Regions from separate parts of the Sus scrofa genome. Here region 1 is linked to region 2. A link is a contact called in public Hi-C data. All regions are on one chromosome and are shown on one strand. The core of a region is the stretch at or near the end of the contact, and the rest is flanking DNA. Distances in the headings are between cores, read along the strand shown.

Evidence for each region. Hi-C and Micro-C count contacts between places; a contact is called where the count stands out from the background.
Region 1: a contact with region 2 is called in a Hi-C map of skeletal muscle, with 6 times the contacts expected there. The contact joins the promoter of COG2 here to the promoter of C14H1orf198 in region 2. A contact is called at or near these places in 2 of 47 Hi-C or Micro-C datasets (liver and skeletal muscle).

Annotation. Positions count from the first base shown.
Region 1 is chr14:59,702,695-59,707,449 of Sscrofa11.1, forward strand. COG2 (conserved oligomeric Golgi complex subunit 2) reads right to left here and starts at 1,312. Exons shown (of 19, transcript XM_021073991.1): 1 at 1,102-1,312. The coding sequence starts at 1,173.
Region 2 is chr14:59,514,324-59,518,419 of Sscrofa11.1, forward strand. It overlaps C14H1orf198, which reads left to right and starts at 2,431. Exons shown (of 4, transcript XM_001927098.5): 1 at 2,431-2,815. The coding sequence starts at 2,483.

The sequences.
Region 1 (4,755 bases), core at 62-2,561, 190 kb after region 2:
GCAGACTCGGCTCGGATCCCGCGTTGCTGTGGCTCTGGCGTAGGCTGGTGGCTACAGCTCCGATTCAACCCCTAGCCTGGGAACCTCCATATGCCGCGGGAGCGGCCCAAGAAATAGCAACAACAACAACAACAAAAAGACAAAAGACAAAAAAAAAAAAAAAAAAAAAAAAAAAAGAATGGATAAGCAATGAGGTCCTGCTGTTATAGCACAGGGAACGATAACCACTCACTTGTGATGAAACATGATGGAAGACAATATGAGAAAAAGAATGGACATATATGTATGACTTGGTCACTTTGCAATTGATAGAACACTGTAAATCAAGTATAACTTCAAAAATTTTTAAAAATCCCCATCCTTAGAAATTCAAAATAAATATATATTTTTTGTAATGGTTTAAGAACTGACCCAGAGAGATACGCCAAACAGGTATACAAAGTCCTTCCTGGCTCTGACTGAAATCCTGGTCATTTTCAAGGCGGTGCTTTCTGACCCTTTATTATCTGCAAAATGTTTTCCGTTTATATTTCTATTCTATCTACGTAAGTTTATATCCTACAATTACCTGCAGACCAATTTCAAGTAGGGCAACTTCAGGAAAAGGGAATGGTTTGCTTCGTTGTAATGCAACAAAATCAGTAAGAATATCCTAATCTTATAAATATCTCAGAAGCTTTAGGTCAATGTTATGAAAAGCATTTCCGTCAAGTGTCTTTTTTCCCCACCTGATCTCTGGGTGGGGACGTGGATTCTCAGACTTGGTCAGTACTTACAGTACATACTTCTAAGTGCAAGGATCTGGCCAACAAGCTTGTCTGGCCAAGGACCTGGCAACCAGACCGCTCTGCATGGCAACGGGGTCGGGTAATAACAGGGTCTTTCACACTGAGCTCAAAACCACTTGCCCAGAACTTCCAGGCCTTTCCACACACTACGCGCGACTTCGCAGACGCGCTTTCTCCAGTCTGCACCTGCCACACCTGAGGCCGAGAGACTCACTGCAAGCGCAGCGAGGTCCCGCCGAGGGCCGGTCTCGCGCGGGCGCGGCCCTAGACAGGGCGGGAGCAGGCGGGAAGGGGCGCGAGGCCGGGCGCGCACCTTCATGAACTCGTCCTTGTCGAAGCAGAGTGTGTCCGGCCCCTTGGGCAGGTTCATCCTACTCTTCTCCATCCCGCCGGTCGCCGCCTCTCAGCGCTGACACCCCAGCAAGGAGAAGCAGCCGGCTGCGTGCACGGACTCGGCGGCCGCAGCCACGACCCGTTTCCACGGCACAGAGGGCACCTCTTCCGCCAACATGGCAGCGCCCGCCCCGCAGCCAATCAGCGAAGTGCACCGGGGGGCCGGCCTCCGTCCGCCGCCCCTAAGAGGGGCGCTGGGACAGCCGCCGCAGCCGCGCTGCGGATCGTGCTGCCCTCCTACGGGAGGAGGGCGTCTCTGCAGCTCACGCTGGCTCTGGCCACTTTAGGGCTCCCAGGGGGGCGGGATTGAGTGTGGAGAGAGCAGCAGTGTGGGTGGGGGGGGGGCTCCCTCCCAGCCACCCTTTCTGCTAGGAAAAATCTGTCTGCAATGTTCTTCCTGCGTCTTCTCCCTATCTTGCTTCGCGGAGAGAGCATGTCAGCCTCTGGGTTCTCAGGCCGGTGGTCCAGGCTTGGGCTCAGTGCCAGGTGGGCAATCCAAGAGCAACTTGGGGTCTTCAAGGCTCTTAAAGGAGCTCCTCATAACCTGCCTAGTCACTAAACAAATACATCTGCACACATGGTTATTTTTCATCTAAACCAGGAGTGGGCAGATGTCAGAATCTGTGGCCAGTGTTGGTGCGATCAAACCGGGAACTGAGGTTTGGCACTTGCCATCAGCCTCTACATGGATTAAATTGTGAGCCACTGCAGCTGCCCACCCGCAGCACCCCTGGGTGGAGTTCAGGGTGGAGACCAGAAGTGAAGTACTCTGTGCTCTTAGGAAACTGGAAGAACAGGTCTTAAGATAGTCAGATATTTTTAGGAGAAGATATTATGCACCCAATTCTTGCATCTCCTATCTAGAAAAACACTAAAATCCTTCATGGTGATGTTTGCTCCTCTTGACTAGTAGTAACCTTAAGGACGCCAGCAGCAAACTTCTGTAAAATGTGTGCGTGGTTGCATGCACCTCCCCCTCACCTTTATCAGATACCCCGATACTATTTTCCCTGCCTCTTTGGAGCAGTATTTCGGAGCTCTCTGAAATGGATGTCACGGCCATCTGCAAATGAAGCCACCTCCAAGCATGGACCACAGAGGGAGTCCTGAGGGAACCCAGGCTATGAGAACCTAGGCTACTTGCCCTGATAGCTGAGGTGCATATCCAAGGAATGATTTCAGCGAGCCCAGACCTCTTTTGTTCCAACTACTTGTCCTTTATTGCAAAAAAACCTCTTGTATATCCCGACTCCTCTCTCATCTCCTCAGAGCAGTTTCTCAGGGCCACCTGAGATGCTGTCTCCTAGGCTTCATTTTGCCCCAAATAAAACTTAACTCTCAGGAGTTCCTGTTGTGGCTCAGCGGCAATGACCCTGACTAGTATCCATGAGGACAAAGCTTCAATCCCTGGCCCCTCTCAGTGGGTTAAAGATCCAGTGTTGCTGTGGCTGTGGCCAAGGCCAGCAGCTATAGCTGTGATTCGATCCCTAGCCTGGGAACTTCCATATGCTGCACCTGCAGCCCTAAAAAGAAAAAAATAAACTTAACTCTCAACTTTCAGGTTGTGCATTTGTTTAAGTCAACAAACCCACCCCAACATCTCAGACTTTCTTCCTCCACCTGCCCCCATACATCCCAATTTTATTTTGACATTCTCTTCCTTACTCTTTCTCCCATTGGCCCTCCCTCTAACTGTGAAAACCATGGTCAATGATGATGATTCATTTCAGTTTTTTTCTTCTTAAGACTCAAACCACAAACTTCACCCGAGTTGCTTTATACGCTGGGTATAAAGCCTGGGTATAAGCCTGCCTCTTCAGGCTGTGTTCTCTCTGGAGATAACCTTCACCCTGCCAGTCCTTGAAAGGGTGGGACAGAGGGAGGCACCACCATACGATGAAACTCTTGTATTCAAATTACTCCAAACAAGGAGTTCCCATTGTGGCTCAGTGGTTAACGAACCCAACTTGGATCCATAAGGATGCAGGTTCAATCCCTGGCCTCGCTCTGTGGGTCAAGGGTCCGGCATTGCCATGACCTGTGGTGTAGGTCACAGATGGCTCAGATCCTGTGTTGCTGTGGCTGTGGTGTAGGCTGGCAGCTACAGCTCTGATTCAACCCCTAGCCTGGGAACCTCCATATGCTGCACCTGAGGCCCTAAAAAACAAAACAAAACAAAACAAAACACAAAATTACTCCAACCAAGACACTGGTCATATTTGTTACATGTGGGTATAGTAGAATCCCAAATGATATATTCCTTTGCCTTGGGCCTGTAAGCCTTGTCGAAGGGAATGTTCCTTGCTAAAGTCTAGAGAAGTTGGTGGATAGGGTGAGAGCTGGAATCTAGCCGGAAAAATCAAGACAAGTTGCCAAGAGAAGCAGTTAGGAAAAGTACATTCTGTGATTTTTTTTTAAGTATGGAGAATGAAAGCCTCAGTATTGGTTTTGGGTTTGTTTACTCTTATGATGAAAAATTTCAAACACATACTAAAGTCTGGAGAGCAGAAATTACTCCACCCCTTCCACGAACCCATCACCTTGCTTCAGCTATCATCTGTTTCATCTTTGCTCTCTTACCACTGCACCACTACCCGCTTTTTAAATCTGGAATATACTTTAAGACAAATTCCAAACACCACACCATTTCCTGCTCCCCATAGACTTTGGTTTACAGGTCACAGAAAAAGAGAGAGAGAAAAAAAAAGACAATTCCTTACACACCTGCAAAAGTATCATCACACCTATAAAATGACCAGTTCTAATAACCAATCTGTATTGGCTCTGAGAGGTGACATTTATCCCAAGGCCACATGGTGACAGTGACAAGGGCAAATCCAGGCAGGGCACTGTAAAGCCAACACTCTTTTTTTTTTTTTTTTTGATCTTTTTGTCTTTTAGGACTGTACTGTTGGCATATGGAGGTTCCCAGGCTAGGGGTTGAATTGGAGCTGTAGCCACAGGCCTATGCCAAAGCCACAGCAACTTGGGGTCTGAGCCCCAACTGAGACACAGCTCACACCAGATCCTTAACCCATTGAGCGAGGCCAGGGAGTGAACCCGTGTCCTCATGGATGCTAGTTGGGTTCGTTAACCGCTGAGCCACGACGGGAACTCTGCAAAGCCCACACTTCTAACCAAGCAAGGCATCAGGAGATGGGGCGAGGGTGGTGGGCAGATCAGATAAAGGTGCTTGGGAAACCTTCCCTTCTCTAGAAGTCAAGATGAACTAGAACTTGAACTCTTTCCTTCCTTCAATGTAATTCCCTTCTGAAATTGTCCCCAGGCTTTTAGTAAACGGATGTACCTAAATCTGAACAGCCAGCTGTGCTAACCTTGGGATGCTGAAGGGATTAGGTTTCAAAGGAAAATGAGAGCCTGTGCTGCCTGCTCTCCTCCCAGGAGTTTGCAAGGAGCAGCCGAGACCCCACGGAGCGGGCTGCCACGTGAAGCCGCCTGCCCTGTGGAGCCACAGGCTGTGGCAGTTGTGTCTCCCCCACCAAAGCTGGTGCAGCAGGAGAGACCCCAGATGCTAGTGGAGCCCCCTGGAGAGGACAAAGGGAATACAGAGGGA
Region 2 (4,096 bases), core at 1,181-3,680:
AAGAATTCTCCTTTTAGTTACCCTTATCACCCAGATCGTGGATTTTACATACTTTGGCTGATGTCCCTCATTTATCTCATATTATATTTATATTATGACTTCTCTGGCAATAAATTATATTTGATCTGAAACAACTGGGTTATGTTTTTGCAAGCAACATTTATTTTTGCAACTGCTGTGAAAACCACATGGGACCAAGTTCCTAACAGCACAGAACCCCTTCTATGTGACTTACAAATCTACTTCAAAAATGTCAATTAAATTTCAAGAATACATCTTTAAACATCACTCACCCATTAAACAAGGGCTAAAGGGGGAGAAAGTGGGTTTCAGTGAGCATCAACTTAAACTGAGATAAAATAGTACCCAAACCCTCAATCATCTCCTGGCTTCCTAAATAATTCTTCACATACTGTGCAACCTAGGTTATTATTTGGTGGCTTTTCTCAGTGCTTTTCAATATATTATGTTGATAACACTGTTGACAGCGGTATCATTTATTGTAGAGCTTGTCACATTTGACATTCTGAAAATATTTTCTTAGGAATCTGGGCCAAAAGATAAGGCCATCTCACATTTAAAACAGAATTTTGCAAGATATCTCCATGACTGTTTTATTACTAATTATTTTTTGAGATAACATTGACTTATTTTATAAACTTCAGAATTTTCCAAGTGTTACTTTATTTTTTTATTTTATTTTATTTTATTTTTTGTCTTTTTGCTATTTCTTGGGCCGCTTCCTCGGCATATGGAGATTCCCAGGCTAGGGGTCTAATCGGAGCTGTAGCCACCGGCCTACGCCAGAGCCACAGCAACGCGGGATCCGAGCCGCGTCTGCAACCTACACCACAGCTCACGGCAACGCCGGATCCTTAACCCACTGAGCAAGGGCAGGGACCGAACCCGCAACCTCATGGTTCCTAGTCGGATTCGTTAACCACTGCGCCACGACGGGAACTCCTCCAAGTGTTACTTTAGACGCAAAGCTCCTTAGTAACACCTGAAATACGGTCTTTTTTGTTTTAAATGTGGACATTTAATCTAGTCCGAGACCTGTTACAGTGTTGTGCAAATCAGCCAAGATAGAAAAGCAGACAGGGCTCTGCACAACTTTGATAGATGTATTCTGGGACACACCTGGCCCCCAACTACTGGGATGCCTATGAAACGACTCCTCTACTCAACTACTCCTCTGCCTGAAAACTTTCTGCTGCTCTTCAGTTGGTTTGCAAACATCCAACTGCCAAGAGTTTTGCGATTTCTGAGATTCCAAAGGAAATCTTGGAGAACGCAAAGGCCACTCGGCAGGCTTCGGAAAAACGCCTTCACCTGCAGAAGCAAAGCGAAGAACAGATTCACCAGCCCGCCGGCCCGATGCCTGCCCAGAAGTTCCGAGCTCTCTCCTTTTGGGGAAAAGCGCTATAAGGATAAGCTACCTGGCGCTTCATTTTACTCCTGTCTTTTCAGGAGGCGCGGGAAATGATTTTCTTTAAACACTCCCGACACCAGTCCAGTCTCCCCAGCTCTCTTCCGTGCCCTCGCTGCCCGGCGCCCACCCCTTCTATCAGCTCACCGCTCTGGGACCCTGGCCCAGGTCTTGGGATGGCTCAAAGAAAGCGAAGATGGCTCAACGGGGACAGGGACATGATAGGAATAAGGCGGCCGTTGGCTCAGTCCAGAAATGCCGGGCTTTCTTAAGCACAGCGGAGGGAGAGAAAAGTTTCCTTTGTCAAGCGACCACGTGGCGCTATGGCGGTCACTACCAGCAATCCTGCCAGAACGCCGGGTGCAGACTTGGGGACACGCCAGTCATCTCCCGCGCTGGCCAAGGGAAGCCCCGAAAAGTGGAGGCACCACGGAAGCCGAAGACAGCAGATCTGGAGGATGCTGTGAGGAGCGGAGGGCGGGATCCTTGGGGGGGTGCATGGGGCGGGATTCCCGGGGGTGGGAGGATGCGGGAGGCGGTGTTCCTGAAGGTGGGGGCCGCGGAGGGTGGGGTTCTCGGGGGCGGGGTGGACGGATGCAAGGGGCGGGGTTCCGGGGGTGGGGGCGTAGGGGGCGGGGTTCCCGGGGTGGCACGCAGGGGGCGGGGTTCCCGAGAGTGGGGGCCGCGGAGGGCGGGCCTCCCGGGGATAGGGACGCAGTGGGAGGAGTTACCGGGGTTGGGGCATGAGAGGTGGGGTTCCAGATGCGGGGGGCCCACGGAGGGCAGGGTTCCCCGGGGGTGGGGGGCGCAAAGTGCGGGGATCCAGGAGGAAGAGGTGGGCGTGAGCAGGGCTCCCGGAAGCAGCGGGGCGCGGAGGGCGGGGTCGCCGGAGTTGGGCGGGCACGGGGTGGGACTGCAGGAGGTGGGCGGGCTCGGGAGGCGGGGTTCCCGGGGGCAGTGGGGCGCTGCTCGCGGGGCGGCGCGGGGGGCGGTGCTCGGGCCGCAGGGCGGGGGTGGGGGCGGCGCGGGCGGGGAGCGACGGGCTGGCAGGGCATGGCGTCCATGGCGGCGGCGATCGCGGCCTCGCGCTCGGCGGTCATGAGCGGGAACCGGCCTCTGGACGACAGGGAGCGGAAGCGCTTCACCTACTTCTCGTCGCTGAGCCCCATGGCCAGGAAGATCATGCAGGACAAGGAGAAGATCCGGGAGAAGTACGGGCCCGAGTGGGCGCGGCTGCCGCCCGCGCAGCAGGACGAGATCATCGACCGGTGCCTGGTGGGGCCGAGCGCCCCCGCGCCCCGCGACCCCGGGGACCCCGAGGAGCTCGCGCGCTTCCCCGGGCTGCGCGGGCCCACGGGCCAGAAGGTGGTGCGCTTCGGGGACGAGGTAAGTACGGGCCGGGCCCCTACCCGCGCCCCGAGCGCCCCCGGCCGGGCGGACACCTGCCGGCTAGTGGCCGCCGCCGGCAGGCGCGCGGGCAGGGGCTGCAGAGGAGAAGGTGCAGGACCCGGAGTGGGTGGGAGGGACGGCCCAGATCCGGAGCTCTGGGGGCCGGGGCTCCCGGGGATAGTTTGGAGTATCTCAGAGAGGAGGTCTTTCTAGACCCTCCACCGCGACTTGCCCCGCCGGGCAGCATGGGACCCGAAACCGCTCCCAGAGCTAAAAGGCAGACCGAAGTGGCAAGAAGAGCAAGGGATTAAAGCCAGGCAAACCTGAGTTCTGTTCCACTCTGCCATTTAGCTGTCTGGCCATGGGTCACCTAACCTCTTGGGGCCTCTGTACCCCCGGGGAAACCGGGAATAGTAGTACCCATCCCAGGCCTGCCAGGGAAGGCGATCAGCAAGTTGTATATATATATATATATATTAATATTAATTATATATATATATTAATATTAATTGATGAGCTGTGTGGGGAGCGTGAAATTGTGAAGATAACAAGCAGGAAGAGGTGCCTTCCAGGGTTAGGAGGCAAAATCCGAAGCCCTAAGATGTTTCCGAGGAATCGTGCTGTGAAGCTTTGTTTTGGGAGTGAGCTTGGTGGTCCCGTTTTCCCACCAAAAAGCTAATGTAGACGTTTACACAAGCCCTGGGAAGACTTTGGTACATATAAGGGCATGCATGGGCCTCTGACCTAGACATTCATTGTGCCGGGACTTTTTGGAGGGGCGGTCATTGTGAAGGGAGAAAAGACTCAGACCCCAGGGAAGAAACCTCAGGGATGACCCACACAAAATTGTTCTGTGCTGCCCAGAAAGTTGGTCTTTTTCTTGGGAATGTGGTTACCTAAAACCTGTTGGGTGCCATTAGAATTTGCCTTCAAACTCAACTTTTGCTGTGAAGGTCAAAGTGGGACAAGCAGACTGAGAGGTTGGCATCCTGTGAGGGCCTGGAGGCTGCGGGGAGGAGGGGCTGGGCTTGGAGAGGTTTTCCGAGGAAGTTGTGAACGGTGGAAGGAATTCTAGTTAAGAATGAGGCTTAAATCTGAGTTTTAGGCGTGGGTGTGCTGAGACACTTATTAATACAAAATGTTTGTGGCTATAAACCCACTTGAATGCGAGGGAAGTGTGAGAGGACGGAAATATGCTGCCAGCGTTGCCATATCCTGACAGAATTAAAAGAAAAGTCTCAGAAGGCTTTGCCAGGAAAAACGAGGGTGTGGTAAACG